Regions from separate parts of the Mus musculus genome. Here region 1 is linked to region 2. A link is a contact called in public promoter capture Hi-C data. All regions are on one chromosome and are shown on one strand. Each heading gives the region's core, a stretch centred on a gene start, on an enhancer-like site or on the middle of the called end of the contact. The rest is flanking DNA. Distances are from core to core; before and after follow the strand shown. Region 1 holds the start of 2610002M06Rik (RIKEN cDNA 2610002M06 gene). Region 2 holds the start of Rlim (ring finger protein, LIM domain interacting).

Region 1 (3,876 bases), core at 180-2,679, 3.8 Mb after region 2:
TTCCCAAATGAGTCAAGTGGGTGACAGAGGATGAACACCATGCCTTAATTCAGAAAACTGTTGTTTCAAGGAACTTGGGAAATAAAACTGATATTTTGACTCAGAGTTCAATAAAGTGCTTGTCACTTTATGCTAATATTAAAACTATACTACAGTCACTATTTTTTTTTACATGCAGTAGAAACAGGACCTCTCTTGGTCATCTTTTCATGATCTGCACCTTTCCTCCAGGCTAGCACTTTAATGTACAGCATATCCTGACTAGTGCTGCAAGATTTACTGGATGACATAAAATTGAACCCATCAAAAAACCATTTTTACCTGTACTTCAGGCTTATAGACTAATAGCGCCAAAAGAGCTTAACACGAGCTACAGAACAGTTACCATAACCCATGGTTTATCTTTTTGCTATCTTGGAGTTGAAGAAAAAGCAATTTATTTTATTTTTCTCTAAAGCCAACCCCTGGAAGGAGCAAAAATTACAGCAACATGGAGCTTCTGTGATGGAATTTAAGTAGTGAAAAAGAAAAAGAAAGCCAAATTGTGTTCATGACGTCACCAGGAAGCTTTATTCTTAGCCCCTACTAATTGCCCAAGTGGCCAGACAGGTTTGGCTGATGGACTTTATGGCTTCAGGAATAACCTGAATTTCCTCAAGTGTTAAATTAGAATGCAGCGGGAACAGAAAGCGAGCACAGTTAGTTCGGAGGGTTCGTAGCAATCGCTCAACCTCATCACCAGTCACCTGCAGTCATTAAAGGGCAGTTCGCCAAAAGCAGTTTGTCCACGTACGCTTTGAGAACCTACACCTCCGCCTGGAGCCATAGGCAAACTCCAGTCGCCTCCCCTAGGTCCTGGCACCATTCCCTGTCAATTTCAAAGAGGCCAAAAATTCACTGATAAGGCAGGTGACAGAAATCCTCAACAAGGGGCGGTACGGGCTCAATTATCTCTGTCTGTCCACTGGCTCCTCTGACCCTCCCCACATTCGAGGATGGCAGCGGAGGCGGAGGCGGCGGCCGCAGCGAGGAGGAGGGTGAAAAATAAAAAAAATAAAAAAAAGGCCAACCCCAGGCCGCTGGAGCCTACCCATCCGCATCACAGCTCCCTCGCCCCACGTGCGGGCCCAAAGGGTCAAGCCCCTGGGCGTGTCCCCAGCACCCCTGCCTTCGCCCCCCCCTCCCCAGCCCCCAAGGCCCTGGTAGCATCTTGACCAACAGAAAGGATACTCTCCATGTTCGACATGATCTCTCGAGTTCACCGGGCGGGAGGAGGGGGAGGGGCAGGTAACACGCGGGACAGGGGCTGGACCCGCGAGTTGTGGGTCGCTTGGGCGCGCGGAGGGTGGCGGTTGTAGCGGGTTTCGAGGGATCCTAGCCCACTTCCTGTTTCGGTTTAGAACCCGTGGTGGGTGGAGTCCCACGAGCTAGAGAGGCGGGACTGGGACGACGCCAACATGGCTGCAGTGAGTCGCTTCGGTTAGGATGGCTCTGGTCGCTTGGGGGCGGTGGAGTCCGAGAGCTGAAGCTTAGGTCCCTCCCACTTAGATGCTTCACGTGCGCTCAGGATAACTGCGCTAAACCTGGTCCGGCATCCCACCGGACTTCTAGTTCTTTCTTTTGTCAACCTGGACGCCGCTTAGCCTTCCGCCCACCTCGTACCTCAGATTTCACACAGTCCTGGTCGTCCCTCATCCCTTTCTCTCAGAGCTTAAGTCTTAAAGGGTGAAGACAAAGGTATAGGACTTTTAAAGTACTTTTTAAAAATTCTGACAGTGTAAAAGAACGGCTCGAGGGGTTAGTGTGGTGGGTAATGTTGAGGTTTTTTAAACAATCTTGAACCTTAGAGTTGTAGGGTTGAAGGGGAAGGAGGAAAAGTCCGGCTCTACTTGAGAGGTAATGTTGCTTCGAAATTTTTTCTCATATTAGTTGGTTTAATTTTATTTTTCTTAAGCACAGCTGATGTATGGTCTAAAATTAATATAAAATCTCTATAATGGGTGGGAGCAGTAATGGGGGTGGTCGTAGATAGAGCTTGGCGTATTTTACGTTCCTTTGACTTTCAGAAATGTCCAGAGGTGGATTTATTAGAAGCACTCTCTGGACTTAGGAAAAGAGGGAATTTTAAGCAGATTTGTGGCATTTCAATTTTAGTGTCATAGAAATTACATATATTACTCTGAAAGTTAGTGTAATTGTCGTAATTGCTAAATCTCAGAAGTTTGTCATTTACCTCATTCTTAAATTCAACCTGTGGAATTATGTGCACAATGCCATACACTTTTTATCCTTAGGATTATTTCTTTTTTTTTTTTTTAACAAAACTGGCTTTAAAAGTGAATATTTTATTATTTTGTGTTAATGATAGTTGGTAAAAAGCTTCAGACTGTTTTCTAACTGTCCGTGTTTCATTAAAAGAAAAAGAGAACCCTTGCTCAATACAAAGTTCTGGGAAGTACAGTCTAGAAATCATTTCAATAGGCAGAACCGTGTAAAGGTTATTTTTAGGTTTGCATCTCACTTTATAGTTGGAGAACAAGACTTATGAAACTGAAAGCTTTGGAAATTTCATCAGTTCTCTGTGTGCCTTAAACAGTTGCCTTCATTGCTGGAAAACTACCTTTGGGGGTTAAAGGTAAAGATATCTGTCTGGAAAGACTTTCCCTTAGCACTTACTATTTTTAACATCATTCCTTCAGTAAAACCATAAATACTAGAACAACCTACCAAAACTTAAACATATGTGAGTTTTAAAATGCTGTTGTTAGAGTTATAGGTATGCAATGTATAAAAATAAACGTTAAATTAAAATTTTTTTCAAACGATAAACTTTTTCAAGAAGTATCTCTTTTATAAGGTCCTTGTTTATAGAGAGTGTTTGCTGCTGCTGTCTGTCTTAAGTAAAAAACAAAACAAAACTGTTATCGTCTGTACTAAACACCTAGAAGGTATTTTACGTTTATGAGGTCTTTTATGTTTTAAATCCCAAAGTTAACTTCATATTTTCTTGACTATCTGATTTTAATCATGGTCAGTTTTATAATTGAGTCAGTTACATGAATAAGTATTTTAAGTGAAAATATTTATAAAATAATCTTTAGATCCTAGACACTAAATATTAATATTTGTTTTGACTGCTTTGTGACAATGCTTTTGTGGCTTTTTAGCAAAATTTACTAAAGTGACTAGAAAATGTAATGGTTTATTGAAACTAAGCTCCATTGCAGGAAAGAATAGGAATGCACCAGGAATGGGAATAGTGTATCTCTTTATAATTTTTCTCAGATTTCCTGTTCTTGTTATAACATCAGGTGGATAATCTGAACTTCTTTAAATTATGATAAAATAAATTCAGAGATGGACCCAAAGGTCAATATTTTTCCTCTATTTACATAGTATAATTGGATATTCAAGTATATAATAATAAATTCTTTATTGAATTAATACCTTAGTTGAGAAGAAATTGAACTGTTTATAAAGGATCTCATAATTACTTCATATAGTAGTTCATATTCTGTAGTAACCTTAGCAGGTATTGTTGACATCTTTACCCATAAGAAAATAGTGACAAAAATAATAAGAACAACAACCAAAGCTTTTAAAAGATGATTTGCATAAGCATGTTTTGAACAAATAGCCTTGTTACAACCTGGTCTCCTAGGTTTCTAATGCACTTCTTTTGAATATGTACAACAGGCTAGCTGTACAGGAGTTCAGGAGAAACAAATTGTCTTAACTGGTGTGCAATCTTTACAGCTTCTCTATGGAGAAATAACTTCTGTTTTGGAAATGCTAGAGAAGTATAAAGTGAGAAGCGTTCTAGTTCGTAATAGGAAAAACTTTTTGTTCTGCCATTTCAGATTTCATTTGCAAATT
Region 2 (3,809 bases), core at 598-3,097:
CCCAACCTAACTTAATGTTAGTATTAGTATATTTGGACAACCAAGGTCAGAAGGAACCAGGAGTTAGATAAAAGATTTCCTTTAAAGGCCAAGAGGCAATCTACCTTTTAATATTAGCTTGTTTAAAATAGGCTTTTCCTTATCAGACTAATAATTATTTTCAAGTTCTACGAGCCACTTTCAAGAACTTATTTGGCATACCACAGTAGCCTAAGGCAGAAATTAAAATAATAAAAATCATCAGGACATTTTAAGCTAAGAGATATTTGTGACCTTTTCAGCATGATTGTTTGCCCTTAAATAGTTATCTTAAAGGGTGCTTGGGTTGGTCCTTTTAGATCCTTAACCTGTATTTCAGAAACTGATTTGAGGAAAAGGTGGACCTGTAATTGTGCCTGCCTCCTAATTATAAAGAATCAAAGAAATGATTAGGACTACACTTCCTATTCTTTCTGTCTTCAATCATTCAAACGCACGGTGGCTAATTACAAGTCAAGAAATGTAAGCAACTTATTTCTAGGAAAAAAAAACATATATACAGTGGGGCCTGCCAGGAGCCCATGAGAATCTGATATAAAATCCCTTTCCCCTCCAAAAGAGGAAAAAAATGACCTAAATAACTAGTCTCCTAGGCCTCAGATGCCAAACGAACCTGTGGAATAAGTATGGTGAAACTGTCCAGGAAAAGAACGTGGCTGTCTCCTCCATCTTGAAATTAATCAGCAGAAGGGGGAAAGGGACTGAGTATTCAGGAAGCAGAAGCCCAACCGGTTAATACTAGTTACTAAGCTATGGCGTACGTGGCAGGTACCGCCCGCCCGCAGAAGCAGAGACCCTTAGGGGTTTTTTTCTGAGTGGGGGAGGGGTAGGGCTGCTGGCAGATCACACGGAAATTAACTTGAAAATAGTCTGGCTCAATTCCCACACTTACCAGGGAAAACAACCCGCAACGTCTTTTCCCTCCGTTTTTTTAATTTTTTTTTTCTTGTGAGGAGGAAAACCCTTCTAGTAAAATCTGGCCAAGGATACACTTAGGGCTAAAGGTGCAGGGAAGCAAACCACGTTTGTCTCCGATCCTCCCGGAAGACTGTCACCGTAGCCCCAGAGGTTAACAAACTGGTCATGCCCTACAGAAGCGTTCAAAATGAGGCTCTGCGAATCCTGTGAAAATCTGAAGGTTCAAGAGTTCCCAACATCCGAATTAAGAGCACCTCCACCCCACTTCCCCAAACCCTAGCCCGATACGCAACGCGGGGCGACGACGATGGGGGGTGGGGGGAACCTCTTAGTAAGAAGCACTGGAGCCATCCTCACGCCTGAGGCCCGGAGTCCAGGATCGCCTCCCCGGCGTTCGTTCTTAGCTCGGGAGGGCCGGGCCCCGACTCCACGGCCTGGGAGAGGAAGTCCTGCCCGACTCCTTCCCCTTCTTCCACGAGCGGGGCCGACACACGCCACCCAACTAAAATGGCAGCGGCGACTACGCCACGGAGCCCCCCACAGCCGGGAGCCCAGGTCCGGAGGCCGTAGTGGGTGTCTCGGCCGCGGCTGGCCAACTCGGGCCATTTTGAGGGCCGCGGCCCCTGCCTGCCTCCAGTCCGACATCCCATTTCTCGGGGTGCCCGTACCTTCACTTACACGGTGTTTCGGCCAGGAGGGAACTCAACTGGGCTCCGCCGCCGCCACTGGGACCTCCGCTGCGCTACTGTGCTGCCGCTGCCGCCGCGTTCTAACCCGCCTCTAAACCCGGGCAAGAGACCCGCCTCTAGAACAGCGCCAGCTCGGAGACGTAGCTCAATCAGCCATTATCTTCCCCATTGTTACCTAGCACTGACAGGAAATGACTGCCCACAACAGGAAGTGATGCTGCGCTCCCAGCTTCACAGGCCCCCGCCCAGACTGCTGGCCAGCCAATCCCAGTTGAGCCCTCGAAAAGGCCTGGTGGGCAGAGGAGGGGCCGGACAGACTACCCGCCCAGACGGGCGGCGGGTCGGGAAAAAAATGCTACTGGGACGCCCACCATGTGACAGGCCCCACCCTCCTTCGCCATTTTGAGTTGTAGCGAGAAATTCGCGTTCTGAGAATTGTGGGAACCTTCGCTTTCCCATTTTGAAAGCTGAAGGACGTCACAGTCGGGCCGCTTGAAGCCCTTCACAGAGAACAAGAATGTAGTATCGGTGTAACTGGCATTGATCCATACAGTCCAGACTAGTGTAGACGGCAGCCAACCTTTTATTCAACATGTATTTATCGAATGCCAACTGTAGCTCAAGCACAGCTGTAGATGTTGAGGAAGTTGAACCATAAATTAAGTTGAAATAGTCCAAGAATTCTCAGTCCTTAAGGGATTTGGTAATCTAGGGTGAACACACTTATAAAACAATTTGTTGCTAAATACTAGAGATTAAAAGTGAGGAAGTGGGTGGAGGCATAAAACGTGGGGACAAAAGTGAATTTGCAATGTTAAAAAGTGGTGGGGAAGGCCTCCTCGAGGCTCTAACTAGAGTACTTTAAAAGGGTGTGGCGATTTGTAAATGGATGGGAAAAAGTGATAGTGGGGGAATTCGAAAAGGGCGGTTAAGGAAGCGTCTATTGGATGCTAAAGCCTAAAGAAAGGACCAGAGGGAATGCGCCATACACCTTTCAGTTCCCATTGTTCAGTTAAAGGGAATAAGAACCCAACCGCCCCCACCCCGTTTTAAAGTACGTCTCTGTGTTCCCACCCTATTTTTCTGTTTTCTGATAAAAGAACAGGTAGACTAACTTTTTTACTGTTGTTCCAACGAACCTAACTTATTGCTACATCAGTTGCTTAAACTGGGCTGGAAGCTGGAAGCTGGTCGACGGTGGCTCGCCTTTAACGCCAGTACTCAGGAGGCAGAGGCAGGCAGATCTCTGTGTAAGTTTAAGGCCAGCCTGGTATACTGAGTGAGTTCTACGACAGCCAGGGCTACACAGAGAAACCCTGTCTCGAAAAACAAAAACAAAAAACAAAAAAAAGGCACACACATAAACTACACTATAATATTTTTCTTTTCATATTTTTTACATGGATCGTCTAGGCCTCACCTCACCTCCTAGAGAAACCCGTGACCACTCTATTTAACCTTCTCCATTACCTACGTAATTTTCTGTAAAGCACTTAGTTTATCTCACCGGTTAAGAACGCGGTAAAGAGCTGGAGAGATGAGTCAGCGGTTAAGCACACAGACTGTTTTTCCAGAGGCGCTGAGTTCAATTCTCAGCAACCACGTGGTGGCTCCCAACCGTCTGCCATGTGATCCGATGCTCTCATCTGCTGTGTCTGTAGACCGCGACAGTGTAATCACATACATAAAATAAATAAATCTTTAAAAAAAAAAAAAAAGAACACGCCGGGCAGTGGTGGCGCACGTCTTTAATCCCAGCACTTGGGAGGCAGAGGCAGGTGGATTTCTGAGTTCGAGCCTGGTCTACAGAGTGAGTTCCAGGACATCCAGGGCTACACAGAGAAACCCTGTCTCCAAAAACCAAAAACACACACACACACTAAAAACCCAAGAACTGGGGAAGCTGAGACAGGAGGGTTGCTGAGAGTTGGAGGCCAACTTGGGCTACATAATAAATTCCAGACCAGCCTGAGATTAAAGTGTGAGACTAAATTTTAAAATGGAGAGTCTGTCTATGAGACCCAGGCTGGCCTTGAATCTACAGTCAAGCTTCTACTTCCCAAGTATTCGTACTGGTATTTCAAACCTTCTTCACTCTTCCCTGCTCAAAGGTCATGTAACTTTTAAAAGACAATCTGGTAATGTGTGTCAAAAGCCCCAGTG

Evidence for each region. Promoter capture Hi-C pulls out the DNA fragments that hold promoters and counts their contacts.
Region 1: a contact with region 2 is called in a promoter capture Hi-C map of pre-B cells, with 6 times the contacts expected there. The contact joins the promoter of 2610002M06Rik here to the promoter of Rlim in region 2. A contact is called at or near these places in 2 of 39 promoter capture datasets (cranial neural crest and pre-B cells).

The regions. Positions count from the first base shown.
Region 1 is chrX:107,814,905-107,818,780 of GRCm38.p6, forward strand. 2610002M06Rik (RIKEN cDNA 2610002M06 gene) reads right to left here and starts at 1,430. Exons shown (of 8, transcript NM_025921.3): 1 at 1,231-1,430. The coding sequence starts at 1,246. It overlaps Tent5d (terminal nucleotidyltransferase 5D), which reads left to right and starts at 1,573. Exons shown (of 6, transcript NM_001163104.2): 1 at 1,573-1,737.
Region 2 is chrX:103,979,438-103,983,246 of GRCm38.p6, forward strand. Rlim (ring finger protein, LIM domain interacting) reads right to left here and starts at 1,848. Exons shown (of 5, transcript NM_011276.4): 1 at 1,626-1,848.